2 separate regions of the Mus musculus genome follow, and region 2 is linked to region 1. The links are chromatin contacts, called in public HiChIP or PLAC-seq maps. All regions are on one chromosome and are shown on one strand. The core of a region is the stretch at or near the end of the contact, and the rest is flanking DNA. Distances in the headings are between cores, read along the strand shown. Region 1 has its middle 26 kb from the start of Gm38860. Region 2 has its middle 5.2 kb from the start of Fbln2.

The links. HiChIP or PLAC-seq counts read pairs in DNA pulled down with a chosen protein or histone mark.
Region 2: an HNF4G HiChIP or PLAC-seq map of pancreatic cancer cells shows a contact between it and region 1. The contact joins two enhancer-like sites. A contact is called at or near these places in 9 of 39 promoter capture datasets (the C10 cell line, embryonic stem cells, hematopoietic stem and progenitor cells and 5 more) and 1 of 115 datasets of contacts at active chromatin or transcription factors (pancreatic cancer cells).

What each region holds. Positions count from the first base shown.
Region 1 is chr6:90,982,610-90,985,879 of GRCm38.p6, reverse strand. It overlaps a transcript of Iqsec1 not described here. Among named protein-coding and RNA genes, the nearest start is that of Gm38860, 26 kb to the left of the region's middle. Within about 2 kb of position 1,564, at least 27 of the 459 cell types and tissues checked have an H3K27ac peak or open chromatin away from gene starts, as enhancers often do. A contact at or near this core is called in pancreatic cancer cells, where this site is marked.
Region 2 is chr6:91,206,203-91,208,998 of GRCm38.p6, reverse strand. No RefSeq gene overlaps it. Among named protein-coding and RNA genes, the nearest start is that of Fbln2, 5.2 kb to the left of the region's middle. Within about 2 kb of position 1,273, at least 42 of the 459 cell types and tissues checked have an H3K27ac peak or open chromatin away from gene starts, as enhancers often do. A contact at or near this core is called in pancreatic cancer cells, where this site is marked.

The DNA.
Region 1 (3,270 bases), core at 315-2,814:
TAAATGCACACAAAGCAGGAATCAGCCTAGCTGTCTCCCATTCTTTTTCCCTAAGGTAACACACACACACACACACACACACACACACACACACACACACACACACAGAGGTGGTGGTGGTGGGACGCAATAGGCACCTGGTAGGTAATTCATGCAGGCTAGATTCTTCCCATGTCTGTCAGTTTCTCAATTCTTTAGATCAGCTGAGCCAAAGCAGGAGGTGGAAACTTAAAGGCTAGGTGCAAGAGATGTGCAGTGGGGGATATGGAGCTGTGGCAAAGGGTTGCTGGAGCTAACAGCTGTTATTAAGCTGAGTTTCCAGAGGTGACAGAGCAGAATAGGGCCACAGTTTGGGGGGAAATGGAGCTAGGGGATTGGCCTCTACTTTCTACCTTTGGGCAGAGGATAACAACATTCTCAGGCCTCCCTATTTGCATATAGTGGCCCTGAGAAGAGCCGGTCTGACAAGCATGCTGGTTGAGCAAGACCTGACTGACCTTTTACTAAGTAGCTGGTAGCCACTGCAGCCTGAGTTAGGAGCTCCCTTCTCACTATATAGATGAGCTTCAGGGGTCCATTGCTTTCCCTGAGACAAGAGTGAGCTTGATAATTACCTCACTAGGCACAGATGCCTAGACATGCTAGAAGCTTTCAATCCCAGAAACTTTAAGCTCTTCCTCAGAGGGCTTTCTTGAATGTCTTGACCTCTAGTACCAAGAGTCATTATTTATTCCCAGCACTGGGGGAGAAGATTAAAACAGGGAAGAAATCCATTCATTCATGGTGCCTTTGCTATCTGGGAGTTATTTGCTTCTGTTGTTATTGACGTTGATTTTCCCCTGACATCAGCACTCATTTATGCAGTGTGCAGTCAGCTACATTCTAATGATCCATTTCTAGAACCACATTTCCCTCACTAGAGCTTGGGTACCTAGTGGGTGCTCAGAGTATATAGCCTGAATGGGTAAGCCAGGGAAGACAAGAAGTATTGGAATCATCAAACCGCAGGTGCGAATGAATGTATTGAACCAAGTTTAAGAGAACATGGCAATATCCCCTAAGGGTTTGCTGTGTGCTCATACCTTATGTGTCATCACTCCTATCAGGCAAAGACAGGCTCCCATTATACAGATGTGAAACCTAGGCTTAGAGGGATCACATGCCTTGTTTAAGCTCTGTCTGGTCGTCAGCCAGTGTTGGATCTCACGCTGTTTGGCTCCTGATCTTGCTCACCTCCTGCCTGACTTTCACACTGTGGAATGATCAGACCACTTCTCAGGATTCTTTTTGGCTCCTGGCCAGTGCTTGAAGGTGCACAGCATGTTTGGATCCCTTCTGCCCCATTGAATCTTGTCACCAATGCAGTGCTTTTGGTGGTGATTGTGTAAAGGGGAAAAGGTAGAAGAAGGTGACCCCCTTTTAGCCTTTGATCTCCTGAAGTTTCTTGGCAGAAGTAAACATCAGCCTCAAGTGGCTGGGGAGAGGCCCAGTGGAACAGCCTCTTCCGCCTTCTCATCTGCTCCAGCCCTCAAGGGCTGTCACATCACACATCACTCTGAGAGGACGTTTTTTCTGAAGCTCTGAGTTGGTGACTCACTCTGGGGGAGGTTTTCAGTGGCATTCAGTGTCTGTTGACTTACCAAACAAAGTGCTTTTCTGGGTTTGTGGTGACATTAACCATGATGGTGGTGCTTCATTTCAGGGGCATGCTCAAGGGTGGCCGTAGAAGAGGGGGTGGCAAGAGGAAACTGGACTGTCCTAATTGGCAGCAGGCAGATAACACAGAAAGCACTATGATGGTCCTGGCAAGGAGCCTTTGAGTTGTGTTCTTCAAAGTGGTTAGAAAGTACCAAAACTGGGGTGTAGGGGCTAGGAAGCAGAGTGCTCTTATGCGCAGATTCCTTTCTCCCTAGGAGCAAAGACTAGGGGTCTGGAAGAGGATAGGAAGGCCTTTTTTCTCCTCACCTGTAACTGTGGCTGAGAAACTGGTGGCAGGAGACCCTGTGGTTATATTTCCACTAAATAATATTCTCCTTCTCCCAGCTGAGATAAAGGCTGGATCCAGTGCTGAGAAGATGTCCCTTTGTCAGGAACAAGCTGCACCACACTTTGGGACACTTGTCCTAGTTGGACAAAATGTATTAAACTGTAAGGGATCAGGGTGAGCCATTCTTATTTTTCCAGCAGATGGTAGAGTCCACAGAAAGATGAGGGAGTGTTTTTCTGAAGCTCTCTCCCAGCCGTCTGACAAGCTAAGCAAATTATTATTTTACAACCCAGAAAGTAAATCAGGGAATGCTTCTTTATCTAGCTGGCGCTGAGAGAAATAGTGAGTGGTGCAGTGTGTGAATTGCAGTTGAGAGCTGCTGGTGCTTTTGACGTGAGTGTTCACACCAGATACAGGCCACTGTGCCTGCAGAAACCTCAGACCTCAGGGCTTCGCTATGGGGAGGGAGGTGTGGTGAGCGCTTGGCCACAGGAGGCAGGCATTTGGGAACATCCATATGTTGTGTCATCAGGATGACTATCTGTCAGTTATTTTGTCTATAACATTGCTTTGACAGCTGATTGGATTGTTTGTGCTACTTTATTTTTTTATAGAAGAGCAACACTTGGCTTAACTTGGGAAGTACACAGTTCTGTGCTTGTCTGGGTGTCAACAGGAATAATTACCACTGAGCCAGCAGAGAAACAAACATAGACAAACTGGGAATTTGTCAAAAACTGGAATCAAAGAAGGTGAAACTGACCTATCTGAAAGGGAGTACGAGCTACTGATGTAGTTATGAGACCATCTGAGTTCAGTGGATCTCCTGCTTGCAGACGTTCACCCAGCATAGACACATGCTAGTCTGCAGACCAGATCTCCCCAACTATAGGCTAAGTGTGGCCAAGTGATATGGTTGGAATTCTTGTGTACCAAGTCTATGGAGCTGATAACTCAGAGTTATGCAGAATTCACTGGTCAGTAAGTATTGTGCATGGAAAGGGCTCTGTTTCCATCAATAAAGCATAGCAGCTTTGATGTTGCAATGCCCCTGTCACCCTAACTTCCCTAGGCTTCTTCTGGAGGACCTTTAAGGCTTTCTCATGAGTGGGCAGTTAGTCCTCATCTAGCAGTGGGTTGGAAGACCTAGCCCCTGCTGTAGCTGTTTCCAGTGGCTCAAAGTTTGTAAGGCCCAGCCTCTCTGAGTCAGTTCCATGACAAATGAGAGTAACTACTTCTTTAAGGGATCAGACATAGGAACTGCCTGTAGATGATAGCTTTGG
Region 2 (2,796 bases), core at 24-2,523, 220 kb before region 1:
TTGATGAAAATCCACCCACAGGGAGTTCAGATGGGCACAGGAGCCTGGCTAAGGTTGGCATTTCTGGCTGCCACAGCCACAGACACTCTGGGCCACTGGAGAGGAAAGATATGACCAGCTCCAAGGAAGGACAAGCCTGCCCTTTCCTTTCCCTTCCGGGTAGCTTGACACAGGTCATGCCCTGCTGGGTATCACAGGTGGCTTTACCTGCGCTGACCCTTCACTTGGAAATGAACCAAAGCATGGGCCTCTTCATTATAACAGCCTGGCCTATACCTAACTAACTTAAGATCTCTGCTGAGAAGCCTAGATATACCATGTTGTAGACGGGAATCTCCCATGAAGTTAGGGGGTACTAGGGGTGGGGCTTGTGTATACTACAAGACCTATGCAGTCTGCATTTCAGTTTTTTGCCCAGGTACATCCCCAGGTACTAGGGCCTCTGCAGAAACTTCCCATATCTATCCTGAGACCACATGATGCATTGGGACCAGGAGAACCCCCTACTTCCTAGCTGGGCACCTGGCCCAGGTGTGGCCTGCAAGAGGAGTCTATCCTCAGCACCAGTGGTGGAATCAGGGAAGAGAGGTAACTAAGAAGGACTCTGGCAAGGAGTCCAAAGAGGACACTTGTGCCTGGTGCTTTTTTGAGCCTGAGCTTGTGGCCACTGCCTAAGGTGTGATGGGCCAGGAATGAGCAGAGAGCAGCTCTGAGCAGCACAGGAACTCAGGAGTGCTTCCTGATGGCAGATGCTGAAGCTCAGCCTTTCTGCAGATCCTCCAGTCTCAGGCTTCCACTATAGAGACTCACTTGGTTCTGGAAGCGTCTGCCAATCTGAGTTGCAGTTTTGAACTAGTTGTTTCGTTTGAGACTTTGGTCAGTGTGAACAGAAGTTTCTTGTTCACAAATTTTCCTACAGGAATTGGCTGATAAACTTGATTTGGTGAGACTAAATGGCCTACCATGTACAGTCCCCATTCCCCCACCCCCTGCACTTCCCAGACTCCTCCCGACACTTCCCATTGTCGAGATTTCCATCACTGTTCCTGGTTTACAGTTGAAGAGGCTGAGGCTCAGCAGGATGGCAGGTCCCACGCAATCAGCTCATTCTCTCCACACACACCCCCACACTGTCCCACCTTGTGAACAGGGACCAAGTGCCCTTGGCGAACTGCTCAGAGAGTCAGAAGCATATAGAACCCCTGGGGAGGTGGGGAGCCATTACTCTTCCATGAGTCCCCTGTGTGTTCCAGGAAGCCAACGGCCTGACGACTCTGTCTGGGAATGGTAGGCTTCCACCTCTGTGGCCCAACTCATTTCTGATTCATCTGACCCTTCCCTCTGGTGTGATGAAATTTCTGGCACTTCTCAGAAGTTCTAGTCACCCAGGACAAGACTTAGCCCAGCCTGGCCACTCAGGACAGCTTTCCTGGCTTGGGGAAAAGGCATGGATGAGGGGGCAGGGTGCTGAACTCAGAGTAAAGATCTCACCATGGGTTAGAAAGCAAGCTGGGGGTACCCAAAACCACCCCCCTACACACACACACACACACACACACACACACACACATGCACACACACACCTTCCAGAAAAACCCAAAAAGGGAAGAGACCTGCCAAAGACCAAATAACACAACCCTCAGGGGCTAAGTCGGGCAGTCAAGAGGCAAGCCTCTGGCTATTCCAAGCCTTGGCTTTTTCACCTGTGAAATGTTAAAGGCTGGCCCTAATTTTAATAAATACATTAGAGAACTTTTACCAAACCAGCAGATGATGTCTTCTCAGAAGAATCTGTTTCAGTCTCTTTTGTTTTATACAAATGTATCCAACCCTAACCATTTCTAAACATTCTTATCATTTCAAAAATGATTTGAAGAGAATCTCTGGATTTAGATTTGGGCACCTGTCCAGTCCAAGAAGTTTCTGTGGCACAGGGCACATGCACCTTTGGGTGCTTTTGATGCTTGTGTCAATAGACCCCTGGAGCTTATATCAACAGCCCCCTAAAGGTTGCATGATGTCCTCCGCCCCACCAAGAGCTGCACTCCTGGCACGGGGTGCCCAGCCTCCAGGCTGCCTTTATTCTGGGGAGGGTTCCTCAGCATCTTCAACAGGCTGTCTTTCTGAAATTCTTTGCACAGAAGGGGGTTCACCCTTTTCTGCAGACCCTCCTATACTCTGGTCATGTGATTTTTATATAATAATTTTTTTTCAGTTAATGTAGATGGACCCACCAATACTTTTCCTTAGATTAGTGGTTCTCAGCCTTCCTAATGCTGCAACCCTTTAATACAGCTCCTCATGTTGTGATCACCCCAAATCACAAAATTATTTTGTTGTTACTTAGTAACTATAATCTTGCTACTGTTATGAATCATAATATAAGTATCTGATATACTACCCTTGTGAGAGGGTCATTTGACCTCCCAAAGGCGTCTCAATGCACTGCTCTAAGGCTTCAGGTCCTGAGGTTCTGCTTAGAATGGCTAACTCATTCTCACATCTATCCATCCACCAATCAATTGCCCTTAAACCTGACCCCAGGCCCTCCAGCGCATTCTACATGCTGGTGTTTGTCTTTTAGTTCCTTGCCTGAGGATGAGAGGAGGGAGTCTCCAGGAGTAGAGATCCTTCTGCAAACAGCCTCCATCTGCCTGACAGGCTACCCCATCTACCTTTGGGAATTCATGAGTTTGGGGTTATAAGCATCTAAGGTTTGTGGTGGCCACAGGAACACATCTCCTCGGGGTGACAGAGCCCCTCCACCACTACACTTGCAGCTGAGCTGAGGCCCCT